Regions from separate parts of the Triticum aestivum genome. Here region 2 is linked to region 1. A link is a contact called in public Hi-C data. All regions are on one chromosome and are shown on one strand. The core of a region is the stretch at or near the end of the contact, and the rest is flanking DNA. Distances in the headings are between cores, read along the strand shown. Region 1 holds the start of LOC123110764 (DNA-directed RNA polymerases II, IV and V subunit 9B). Region 2 holds the start of LOC100192135 (GTP-binding protein SAR1A).

Evidence for each region. A called contact is a pair of places that touch in the nucleus more often than the background predicts.
Region 2: a contact with region 1 is called in a Hi-C map of leaf, with 5 times the contacts expected there. The contact joins the promoter of LOC100192135 here to the promoter of LOC123110764 in region 1. A contact is called at or near these places in 2 of 5 Hi-C or Micro-C datasets (both in leaf) and 1 of 1 datasets of contacts at active chromatin or transcription factors (leaf).

What each region holds. Positions count from the first base shown.
Region 1 is chr5B:126,106,916-126,113,813 of IWGSC CS RefSeq v2.1, reverse strand. It overlaps LOC123110764 (DNA-directed RNA polymerases II, IV and V subunit 9B), which reads left to right and starts at 5,011. Exons shown (of 4, transcript XM_044531371.1): 1 at 5,011-5,331; 2 at 5,417-5,492; 3 at 5,923-6,081; 4 at 6,256-6,575. The coding sequence starts at 5,303. The coding sequence ends at 6,336.
Region 2 is chr5B:126,557,006-126,563,181 of IWGSC CS RefSeq v2.1, reverse strand. It overlaps LOC100192135 (GTP-binding protein SAR1A), which reads right to left and starts at 2,355. Exons shown (of 3, transcript XM_044531372.1): 1 at 2,055-2,355; 2 at 964-1,095. The coding sequence starts at 2,183.

The DNA of each region.
Region 1 (6,898 bases), core at 3,762-6,261:
AAAAATTATACGCACACGCAAGATCTATCCATGAAGATGCATAGCTACAAGAGGGGAGAGTGTGTCTAAGTACCCTCGTAGACCGTAAAGCGGAAGCGTTTATCAACGCGGTTGATGTAGTCGTACACCTTCACGATCCGCTCGATCAAGTACCGAACGTACGACACCTCCGCGTTCATCACACCTTCAGCTTGATGACGTCCTCGCCTTCTTGAACCAACAAGACGGGCGAAGTAGTGGATGAGTTCCAGCAACACGACGGCGTGGTGACGATGGTGATGCAACTATCTCCGCAGGGCTTCGCCGAGCACTACGAAAATATGATTGAGGATGAACTAGAGGGAGAGAGGTGTCGCACACGGCTAGGGAATCGTGGTGTATCTTGCCCCTCTCCCTCCACGCACATATATATAGGTAGGGGGAGGAGGGGAGGCAGCCTAGGGCTTCCCAAGGGGTCGGAGGCCACCTTGGGCTCCTACCCTTAGCTGCACCCCCCTTCCTTATTGGGGTGCGGGAGGAAGGCGGGAGGGGGTGCCCCCTTTTCCTTTCTCTCTTGAGAAGGGGAAGGGAGGAGGGGATAGCCCTCCCCCCTTTCCTTTCCTAGGGCCGGAGGCCTAGAGGTGGGGCGCGCCAACCTCTTGTGGGCTGGTGTGCTCCCCTCTTTTGGCCCATATGGCCCAATAACCTCCTGGGGCCTCCCAGAACCCCTTCCAGTGATCCGATGACTACCCGATACATCCCGAAACCTTCCCGGTGACCAAATAGCATCATTCTATATATCAATCTGTACCTCCAACCATAACGGAGCTCCTCGTCATGTCTGTGATCTCATCCAGGACTCCAAACAACATTCGGTCATCAACTCATGGAACTCATATAATACTATATCGTCAACGAATGTTAAGCGTGCGGACCCTACGGGTTTGAGACGCCTCTCCGGTCAATAATCAATAGCGAAACCTGGATGCCCATGTCAGTTCCTACATATTCTACGAAGATCTTTGCCGGTCGAACCTTTATGACAACGTACGTAATTCCCTTTGTCTGTCGGTATGTTACTTACCCGAGATTTGATCGTCGGTATCTTCATACCTAGTTCAATCTCGTTACCGGCAAGTCTCTTTACTCGTGTCGTAATACATCATCTCATAACTAACTCCTTAGTCACTTTGCTTGCAAGAAACTTGGTGATGTGTACTACCGAGAGGGCCCAGAGATACCTCTCCGATACACAGAGTGACAAATCCCAATCTCGATCCATGCCAACTCAACAGACACCTTCGGAGATACCTGTAGAGCATCTTTATAATCACCTAGTTACATTGTGATGTTTGATAACACAGAAGGTATTCCTCCAGTATTCAAGAGTGGCATGATCTCATGGTCGAATAAATATGTATTTGACATTAGGAAAGAAGTAGCAATAAACTAAACAATCATATGCTAAGCTAAAGGAGGGTCTTGTCCATCACATCATTCTCCTAATGATGTGATCTCGTTATCAAGTGACAGCACATGTCCATGGTTAGGAAACCTTAACCATCTTTGATCAACGAGCTAGTCTAGTAGAGCTCACTAGGGACACGGTATTTGTTTATGTATCCACACATGTATTTAAGTTTCCGATCAATACAATTCTAGCATGAATAATAAACCTTTATCATGAATCAGGAAATATAATAATAAAAACTTTCTTATTGCCTCTAGGGCATATTTCGATCACGGTCATCTCGTGTGTGAATGTCGCAAACCATGCGTCCTCTAAGGTCTTTGACATGCCTTCTCATGCTGCCAGTCCTCAGTAATGTTCATCGTCCTGCTCCAGCTTCATGTGAAGGTCCGATAAAATTTTTGCTCCCCTCCAAGGCGCTTTGCCATGGGTCTTGGGTGTCTGTCGTCTCTACTACCATTGGCTCAATAACTTTGTCCAATGTGATGTGGTAGTCCTCTATGGCTGATCAGACAATGCTACTGCAGGGTTGGCTGGCGTGGGTTGGGAGTTTTCTGGAGCGAGCGGAGGCTAATGTGAGCAGTCTCTCCCTTGCGCCGGCTATGCCACAGACCACTCTGGCGTCACGCTCTCCTAGTGTGGCTGATGTTAGCTCCACAAAGGAAGAGGGGAAATAGCTATATGGATGTTTCTCCCCTCGTGTTGGGGACAACCCATCGTCATCGTCGACGATGTCTCTTGTGTTGCCTGCCACTGAGGGAGAGTCCATCAGCGTGCTCAAGGTTCTGGTGCTGCAGGTCATGCCTGAGTTATGGGAACTTTGCCTGAACCTTGCTTCACCTTTTTCTGTGGAGCATTTGGAGGTGAACTCACCGGTGACCTCAGGGACATGTTTCGCCTATGTCATGTGCGCACCTGAAGGTGTCTGAGTCCATTGAGTCGCTGGTTCATGTGGTCGATGATGTTGTGTTGGTGGTTCCTATGGTTGGAGATGTCATGTCGGTGGTTCCTCTGGTTGTGGATGTCGATGCGGCCAATATGTTGATGTCGGCTCCTAGGAGCCTCTTGGTTGACGACATCAACACAAAGAAATTCAATGAGTTTTATGATTTCCCTGAGAAATGGGTAGCTGATCAGCCTGGATCTGGCAAGACAAGTAAGTGTTGTCCGAAAGAGAAGCCAAGCAAGAAGAAATCAAAGAGGAACAAAAGTGAGAAGAGTGGCAACATTCGAAAGGTGTCCATGATTTCATGATGGAGGGTTCCCAGTTTTTGCAGTTGTTTGGTGTGCTCATCAGGAGTTTCATTGTGTTGTGCAAGTGTCGTGTGTTGCGGTTGTTGTTTTGTTTGAAGGGCCGTCTGAGTGGTGTTGGTGTTTTGTAATTGGTGAGTGATAGGCGTCGGCGCGCCGGCCGAAACTTTCGGCCGGTCTGCCTAGAGCAGTTCAATCTGTACATGCACACCCATTAGATCAATCCCCTTTTCTCAAAAAAAGTCACATCAATACCCCTTCCCTTCCTTCGTCAACCTCCTGCATGGGAAAAAGGAAGAGGGCGAGAACGCCACCTCCACCCGCGCCAACCGCCTCGCCTCATCTTCCGGTTGCAGCACCGCCGCGTCAGCCACCACCTCGCCTCGCCTCATCTTCCCGTTGCAGCGCCACCGCATGCGCTGCCGTGCTGCCGGCCTGACGCCTCTCGTCGTGCGGCCGTTGGGATTGCAGCGCGGTTACCCGCGAAGATTCAACGTCTGCCGTTTGTAGCTCTTCGTCGGTTGGTTCCAACATGTGGGCGTCGTTGTTGCAGCAGCCCCTGCCGTCGCCGTCTCAGCTCGCCACCGAAACCGGCTTCCACCACCGTGTTCATCAAAAAGAGCTTCAACAACGAAAAAGGGGTTTTCGCTGGTAGTAGCAAAAACGAAAAACCGTCCCAGCAAAAAAATATCACGGTTCCAGCAAAAATGCGCCCTCGCCGATGGTCGCAAACAAAACAAATCTCGCCGGTTCCAGCTCGGCCGCAGCTGGTTGTAACAAAATCGATTGTTGGTTCCAGCAAAAAAACCTATGCAGCAAAACACATAGCAGCAGTCGTCCGTTGCCGCCCCAGATCCTAGCCTATGTAGCAAAATCAAATTCTGGATCCAGCAAAAGTCGAAAGCGGTTCCAGCCAAAACTTGATGTAGCAAAAAAACATGCGACGACAGCACCACCATCCTCTTCAATTGCAGTAACATCGAAAGCTGGTTCTAGAAAAAATTAAAAGTGGTTCCAGCAAAAAATCATGGCGGCCACCGCCATCGCCGACCACCACCAACCTTGCCGGTTGAAGCAATTCCTCCGGTCGGTTCCAGCACCGCAACTCATTGGTTGCAGCACGTCCCCCTGCGGTACCGCCGGTCCCAGCATTTGTCGCTGCTGGATGCAATAGCCTCCGCCGCAGACGGGCCGCTCCACTGCTGGTAAGCTGCTGCTCATAGTAGTGCGCGACACCATGGCCCCGTAGCAGCGCGCAGCGCGTCCCGTCGTCGATTGACCACCATGCGGCCGATCCGGCTTGTGCAGCCATGGAATCGAGGTGGTTGTCGCCCCCACAGGACGAGCATCAAGCTCGTCGCTCGTCGCCTCCATAGAGCACGACAATCAGTGATCTCATGCGCGACCCCTGTATGGGTGCTCAAGCGCAGTCGGATGTGTGGATGAGGTTGTAAGGCGCACGAGATCGAGGGATGGCCATGGCAGAAGGAGGGAGGAAAAGGGGATGTAAAGAAGACGATAGTCTCACGCATCAGGGTGGAAGAGATAAGTCACAAAAGTGGGAAAAGAGGTGCTTGGGCCCCACAAGACGCATGTGTCGTGGGAGGCGACCGGCGCGACGCTTAACCGGTCGTCTGGTGCAAAACGTTTCCCTTTGTAATTTGTGAGTAGTCCGTGAGTTATCTGTAACGGTTTTCGTCCGATTTTCTGTAAATTAACTAGGCAACTTTCTTCTTCTTAATTATTAATTGCCTCTGTTTCAATAAATTTTACTCCCTCCGTTCCAAAATATAAGAATTTTTTTGCACTAGCATAATGGCAAAAACGTTCTTATATTCTAGGACAGAGGGAGTAATAAATAAATAACATTGTGTATGACCCCGTTCATGCACGGGCAACCACAGCCATCTCGTAAGAGGGAGAAGACATTTCTTGAGGCGGTTGGTTAACTTGTTTCTGAAATTTCTAAAGGATTGACAAATCTTTGACGAGCCGCCATAGAAAGGTATCCACACCACACGCTTTGGTTTCGGACCTTGTGGATCCTTCCAGCTCCGTTTCCTCCAGGCTCCAGCTGGTACAGCTCTGGAAAGACCGAGCAAAGTTTTGGTTTCTTTTTTTTAGGCAGCTGCAGGGGTACAAAACCAGCAAAATTCAGCCAAAAACAAATTGGCCAGGAAGCGTACCGTTGGCGTTGGCTTTCTCTATCATCATGAAATCTCTGCCTCTCTACGTGTTGTGTGCGGTGTCCCCACAGACAGGTGGCATCGCAGAAGCATGAGAAACAAACAAAGCAGCGAGGCATCGGAAAAGGACATTCTCCCCCGGCAGGCCGGCACGCTGTGTTTGACTTCACTCCAGCTCCACCCCAGCCAGTCCCCGAAGAGTGAAAGGCGTCTTCGACTCGACTTGCTTCCCCTCCGAGAGACCGACCTGCCCCCAATCCAATCCATACACTTTCCTGCAAAGGGTACGGGGGGATAGCCAGGGCATCGGCTCAGCTCCACGCCAAGAGTAGCAAAGATCTCTGATTTGATTTGAGAGAGGCAAGCATCGAATCAGCCGACAGGAGGAGGTCTCAGTCACCACCCAGCAGCAGCCATGAGTGCCATGAAGTTTTGCCGTGAATGGTATGTTTCCTTGTTTGGGCCCTGGATTTGACCTAGCAGATCCGTCTCATCCTCTCTTTTTTGTTTTTTGGGGGGCGCGGCGCAGCAACAACATCTTGTATCCCAAGGAGGACAGGGACCAGAAGGTGCTCCTCTTCGCCTGCAGGAACTGCGACCACCAGGTCACCACCACTTCTTCTTCTTCTTCTTCTTCCCCGCTCTGTCCATCCAAAGATCCTCTTCTTCACCTCATACCACCTCGTCCTGAAAATTACTGTACAAGATGAGAGGATCAGCAAAACTTGGGTAAATCTGAAAAAAAAGAGCATAAACCTTTGGCGTTTTTAACACCAAGCATAACCATTCCAGTAGGAAAAAGGAAGGAAAGACTCAACTAATGTGGCATGCTAAAAAATTGTACGGTCTGTCGGTAGATTAAGGGCTGTTGTGCTGTGCTCAGTCTGAGGAAGAACTGAGCTTGAGCACATTGAACTGAAAGACAAGTGCGCAGCATAGGCTGTCAACTTGCGACACAAGTATTGCCAATTGTTCAGTGCATTGCCAGTTGCTGCTAGGTTCTTGTTTTGACCTTGAAACGTTCTGAGACTGCAGGAGGTTGCAGACAACAACTGTGTCTACCGGAACGTGGTGCACCACAGCGCTGGAGAGTTCACCCAGGTGCTCCAGGACGTCGCCGGCGACCCCACCCTTCCCCGCACCAAGGAAGTCCGGTGTGCCGTCTGTGGCCACGGCGAAGCTGTCTTCTTCCAGGTAAAATTGATAGATTCAAGCCCAACACAAACAGTTGACATTGTTCAGAGGTTTAGCTACAATCTTCCTGAACAAGAACCTCACCTTGATTCGGTTGTGTTCTATAGACACTTGACATTATTGCTACAATCTTCCTGAACAAGAACCTCACCTTGATTCTGCTGTGTTCTATAGGCCACCGCGAGAGGTGAGGAGGGGATGACGCTCTTCTTCGTCTGCTGCAACCCGAGCTGCGGTCATCGGTGGAGAGAATGATGTGCCGATCACCCAACCGATGACGGATTCCACCCATGCAACAGTCTGAGAGAGTTGTTTTTTCTTTCTTCCCAAGAGATATTTTCCCCAGTAGCATGAATTGGCTGTATGTTTCAGATGTATTGAGGCGGCATATCATTTTCATAACTCCGTGAGGAAAAAACAACCGAGTCCACCGGGGTAAAATTATCCCTGTGGTCCATTGCATTAATCAAAGGATGCTATGAGGACATTTTTCACTTGGTGGTCTGTTCCCGTCTGCACTTCTGCAGTAGCTTGAGCAGTAAATTTCAAGAAAACATGTCTCTTTTTTCAAATAAAAAACGAAGAACGGAACATGTTTTGAATTTTCACTCATGCCAGCAAACGATGAGCTGAGGAACTTCAAATATTTGTTATTTACATCGGCTGTTGTGTTTTAGTTCATCATGGAACTCTTATGTAAATAGTTTTCCAGTGATGACTGAATCAGCTATGTACTAGAACCAATGTTACAACAACCATGAACAGACAGGAAGTGCAGATATCCACCAGAAAGGTAATGATCATTTTAACATCTCCA
Region 2 (6,176 bases), core at 1,106-3,605, 450 kb before region 1:
AGAATCTCGGAGCCCGATTGTATCCTCAAACTGATCCTGCTGCACACTCTACAGAATTAATGTAAATATTTATGCTAACATTTCATCATCTGGGACTAGATCACTTAAGACTCTCAGAGTTCGATTGTGTCACCAAATTGATCCTGCTGCAAAGCTGATGAATATAACTCTTTCACTATGGTCATACACCGCTTAATCCAACATGCCAAAATGACTAGCTACCTCGTAATATTGTACGAAACCATTTTGGGGTAGAAGCAACATCTAAGGTAGATAAGAACAAAAGTCACAACAGCATTTATGCTAATATACATTCAAAAGGGGTAAAAGGAAAACCCCTGGTATTCCAATAGATTATTGTGCACAGACTAAATTGAAAGCATATTCCCTACTTTACGTAAGCAACTAGATTGCCACATTGCACATATATCACTGGTGTTATATCATGGATCTTGATAGCTACATAATGGTGGGAGTGGGACAGCATATAGGAGTACTGGAGTCAGCTACTTGTGGTTCAAAATGCACTAACCCCACCGGTCAACAACTTGATAAATATTTCTCAACGCACAGCTGGTGTTACATGTGGGGACAAAAGTTAGGACATATTCTAGTGCATCAGTGCCAACTACTACTATCCATTGATAATGACATTTAATAGAAGTTTTGTCATACTGTATCTATAATCTGTATTTCATATGGAAAGAAAAACATATCAAACAACAGCACAATATTTCTAGAAACTACTCCCTCCGTCCGGAAATACTTGTCATCAAAATGGATAAAAGGGGATGTATTTAGACGTATTTTAGTTCTAGATACATCTCTTTTGATCCATTTTGATGACAAGTATTTCCGGACGGAGGGAGTACACCACAGGAGAAGAAATGCATTAAACAGATATAACAGCACCAAATAACTCATGTATAGTAAAGAGAGTGATAAGATAGAGGAAGATGAGACCTTGGCATAGTAATCCTTCCACACACGGCGAGCAATCTGATGGCCTCCTAAATCAAATGCCTTGAACTTGATCTTCCCGATGCTCAGCTCTTCAGAAGTTGGATACTGTGTAGGCTGATGCTGAACCAACCTCTGCCAGAAGGAACACAAACCCAAGTAAGATTTTATTCAGCCAACAGGAGCACAAACATGTGATTTGGCATGCGCTTTTTATGTTGAACTTGATTATGTCCAGCTTCTGAGCATAATCGTCATGAGTAACTTAAAAGACTGATTACCAAACCAAGTCGGATAGTAAAAAGATCCTCCCTTTATCGATTAAGTGTGCAAACTTACTGAATTTAAAATAAAATCTAAACTCTCTAAACAAGCATTTGCAGCAGATCTAACTTGCATGCCCCGGAATTACATGGTAGCTAGTACCCAGGACGGCTGGTCCTTTTCTAAGAAAAAAAGCATGGTAGCATTGAAGAAATCAACATGCAATCTTTTTACGCACGGATTACTGGAAGAAGCAAAATTTAGAAGGTGCTATATGGGAGTTTTCCAGATCTGGCAAGCAATCCAGTGCTCAAAGAAAGAAACGCAGCTCAGCTACCAAAATGAAATCTGTCCACTACTATCCTCGACAGGAAACAAAGACTCAGGGTGCTAATCCACCAACTACTTCCAAAATTGGGAACCCCTTTTACCACATACGATCGAAGCTACCCGAATCTAAAGAATATGGATTTTTTTTTTTGCAACGCACCGTGAAAATTCCACGGTTCGTTTGAAAATGGTCTATAAAGAAAATCCCCAAGAACTCTCGACGCTAAGATGAACATCTACTGGCACAGATGTCTCCAAATCTAAAATCCGAATAGAATCAAAATACTTCAATTTAAAAATACAGATACTGTGCGTGAACATATATATTAGGGGAAGGGATCAATCAATGATTCCTAAAACCACACGGATCATCCCGATCCAAGTACCATCACAATTCCTCCAAACCTCGTCAAACTACCAAACCTTATTGCACAAAAAACGACTTATCCATCAGATAAGGAACATAAGTAATAAGGAAAGGGCGGAAGTTTTTTCCCGACCTCGTCCTTGAGCATGTGGAGGAGCGTGGTCTTGCCGGCGTTGTCGAGGCCGAGGAAGAGGATCTTGGCCTCCTTCTGCCACAGTCCCAGCGACGCGAGCACCCCGTAGAACCAGTCCACAAGGAACATCTTCGGTCGCCGGCCGCCGTCGGTGGCCTCCCTCTCTGTCGCCGGAGCCGGAGGGGGGCGCCTGTTAACGGATCTCGACGCGCACCCGCAGAAGGAAGGGATCGACTGGTGACGTGGCGGCCACCGCGCCGCTGAGACGGGGATTAATAGGAGGAGATGCGCTAGAATGACACCTGGGACAGCGCGGTGTGGGGCCCGGGGCTCAGAGGAGTAGGTGGGAGTTGGGTGGTTTGGAGAAAGACCGTGGGCCAGCAACTCGCGGATTCCTTTTGTTTCTAGCAAGAAAGCACCCAGGTTTTTCTTTTCGGATTTCATGTGAAAAATGTAACCCTTGGGTCCAAAGTTACACCATGTATTTTCTGAAGTTTGAATTGATTTTTCTTCAAAGATAATTGATATTTTAGTCCTTTGTCTGTGCGTTGCAAGGGGTACAAATATTCTACTATTTTAGCCCGTGATTTACCGGTTCATATTAATGTGATTGGGTAAATAAATGCTTACCAAATCCTGCCCATTATTTACCTGCCCATATTTTAGGATTTTATTTTGTAGTCACTTATTGTCTTACCAAAGAAAACATAAGCTTATTTGGTAAGTCAATAAAGATGGTCAATTAAGGCGGGTTTCAAGGAATGATATGCTTATAGTGAAAAAAGGAAGGTTGAATGAAGCACTCCGTCTAACAGGAAAAGGAAGGCTATTCTTTTTTAAAATAGTATATATAGAGGTAAGGAGTGAAATCTCTACTATTTATTTATCTCTACTATTTTAAAAAAAGTAGTGTTCTTTTTCCTACCACAGGACCACGTTCTGCCCGTCCTTCATCCGCCCCCATCGCTATCCCTCCCGCACGATGAAAAAAACGCTCTCGTTCGACCTCCCGCATACCCGCACGATGAAAAATCAACCTTCATGCTTCCCCTTCTCTCGATCTCTCCTTAGATCCAGATTGCGACCCCTTTCCCATCCTTCCATCACCTGACGGCGGCCGACGGGCTGCCGCCACCACCACCCCGCTCGCTCGCCGCCACCATCGTCATCAATCCCGGCCAGGGTGCCGCCGCCACCGTCGCCACCAACCCTAGCCATGGCGCCGCCGCTACCATCTTTCCCCTACAAAGCCATTCATCTTGCCTGGAGGTGCGTGCTGACAATTATGGGGAAGGGAAGATGTACACTAGGTGCAGGGAGAAGACCAGAGTCTTTTGGGATGACAATATTTGAGAGGCGCGACGCTGCTGCTCCGGGGTTGTTAATGCTGATCTCTACGAAAGAGATATTGGAATGTGTTTTATCATATGCACATCCGCATAACAACATACGTTGTTCCCTTTGTCATCGGTATGTTACTTGCCCGAGATTTGATCGTCGGTATCCAATACCTAGTTTAATCTCGTTACCGGCAAGTCTCTTTACTCGTTCTGTAATACATCATCTCACAACTAACTCATTAGTTGTAATGCTTGCAAGGCTTAAGTGATGTGTAATACCGAGAGGGCCCAGAGATACCTCTCCGACAATCGGAGTGACAAAACCTAATCTCGAAATACGCCAACCCAACATGTACCTTCGGAGACACCTGTAGTACTCCTTTATATTCACCCAGTTACGTTGTGACGTTTGGTAGCACCCAAAGTGTTCCTCCGGTAAACAGGAGTTGCATAATCTCATAGTTACAGGAACATGTATAAGTCATGAAGAAAGCAATAGCAACATACTAAACGATCGAGTGCTAAGCTAACGGAATGGGTCATGTCAATCACATCATTCTCCTAATGATGTGATCCAGTTAATCAAATGACAACTCATGTCTATGGTTAGGAAACATAACCATCTTCGATTAACGAGCTAGTCAAGTAGAGGCATACTAGTGACACTCTGTTTGTCTATGTATTCACACATGTATTATGTTTCCGGTTAATACAATTCTAGCATGAATAATAAACATTTATCATGATATAAGGAAATAAATAATAACTTTATTATTGCCTCTAGGGCATATTTCCTTCAGTCTCCCACTTGCACTAGAGTCAATAATCTAGTTCACATCGCCATGTGATTTAACATCAATAGTTCACATCTATATGTGGTTAACACCCATAGTTCACATCGACATGTGACCAACACCCAAAGGGTTTACTAGAGTCAATAATCTAGTTCACATCGCTATGTGATTAACACCCAAAGAGTACTAAGGTGTGATCATGTTTTGCTTGTGAGATAATTTTAGTCAACGGGTCTGTCACATTCAGAGCCGTAAGTATTTTGCAAATTTCTATGTCTACAATGCTCTGCACGGAGCTACTCTAGCTAATTGCTCCCACTTTCAATATGTATCCAGATTGAGACTCAGAGTCATCTAGATTAGTGTTAAAACTTGCATCGACGTAACCCTTTACGACGAACCTTTTTTTACTTCCATAATCGAGAAACATATCCTTATTCCATTAAGGATAATTTTGACCGCTGTCCATTGATCTACTCCTAGATCACTATTGCACTCCCTTGCCAAGCTTAGTGGTAGGGTATGCAATAGATCTGGTACACAACATGACATACTTTATAGAACCTATGGCTGATGCATAGGGAATGACTTTCATTCTCTTTCAATCTTCTGCTGTGGTCGGGTTTTGAGTCTTACTCAATCTTACACCTTGTAACACATGCAAGAACTCTTTCTTTGACTGTTCCATTTTGAACTACTTTAAAATCTTGTCAAGGTATGTATTCATTGAAAAACTTATCAAGCGTCTTGATCTATCTCTATAGATCTTGATGCTCAATATGTAAGCAGCTTCACCGAGGTCTTTCTTTGAAAAAACTCCTTTCAAACACTCCTTTGTGCTTTGCAGAATAATTCTACATTATTTCCGATCAACAATATGTCATACATATACTTATCAGAAATGCTGTAGTGCTCCCACTCACTTTCTTGTAAATACAGGCTTCACTGCAAGTCTGTATTAAAACTATATGCTCTGATCAACTTATCAAAGCGTATATTCCAACTCCGAGATGCTTGCACCAGTCCATTGATGGATCGCTGGAGCTTGCACATTTTGTTAGCACCTTTCGGATCGACAAAACCTTCTGGTTGCATCATATACAACTCTTCTTTAAAAAATCCATTAAGGAATGCAGTTTTGACATCCATTTGCCAGATTTCATAAAAATGTGGCAATTGCTAACATGATTCAGACAGACTTAAGCATAGATACGAGTGAAAAACTCTCATCGTAGTCAACACCTTGAACTTGTCGAAAACCTTTTGCGACAATTCTAGCTTTGTAGATAGTAACACTATCAGCGTCCGTCTTCCTCTTGAAGATCCACTTAATCTCAATGTCTGCCGATCATTGGGCAAGTCAATCAAAGTCCATACTTTGTTTTCATACATGGATCTTATCTCAGTTCTCATGGCCTCAAGCCATTTTGCGGAATCTGGGCTCACCATCGCTTCTTCATAGTTCGTAGGTTCATCATGATCTAGTAGCATGACTTCCAGAACAGGATTGCCCTACCACTCTGGTGCAGATCTTACTCTGGTTTACCTACGAGATTCGGTACTAACTTGATCTGAAGTTACATGATCATCATCATTAACTTTCTCACTAATTGGTGTAGTAGTCACAGGAACAGATTTCTGTGATGAACTACTTTCCAATAAGAGAGAAGGTACAATTACCTTATCAAGTTCTACTTTCCTTCCACTCACTTCTTTCGAGAGAAACTCCTTCTCTAGAAAGGATCCATTCTTAGCAACGAATGTCTTGCCTTCGGATCTGTGATAGAAGGTGTACCCAACTTTCTCCTTTGGGTATCCTATGAGGACACATTTCTCTGATTTGGGTTTGAGCTTATCAGGATGAAACTTTTTCACATAAGCATCGCAACCCCAAACTTTAAGAAACGACAACTTTGGTTTCTTGCCAAACCACAGTTCATATTGTGTCGTTTCAACGGACTTAGGTGGTGCCCCTTTTTAACGTGAAT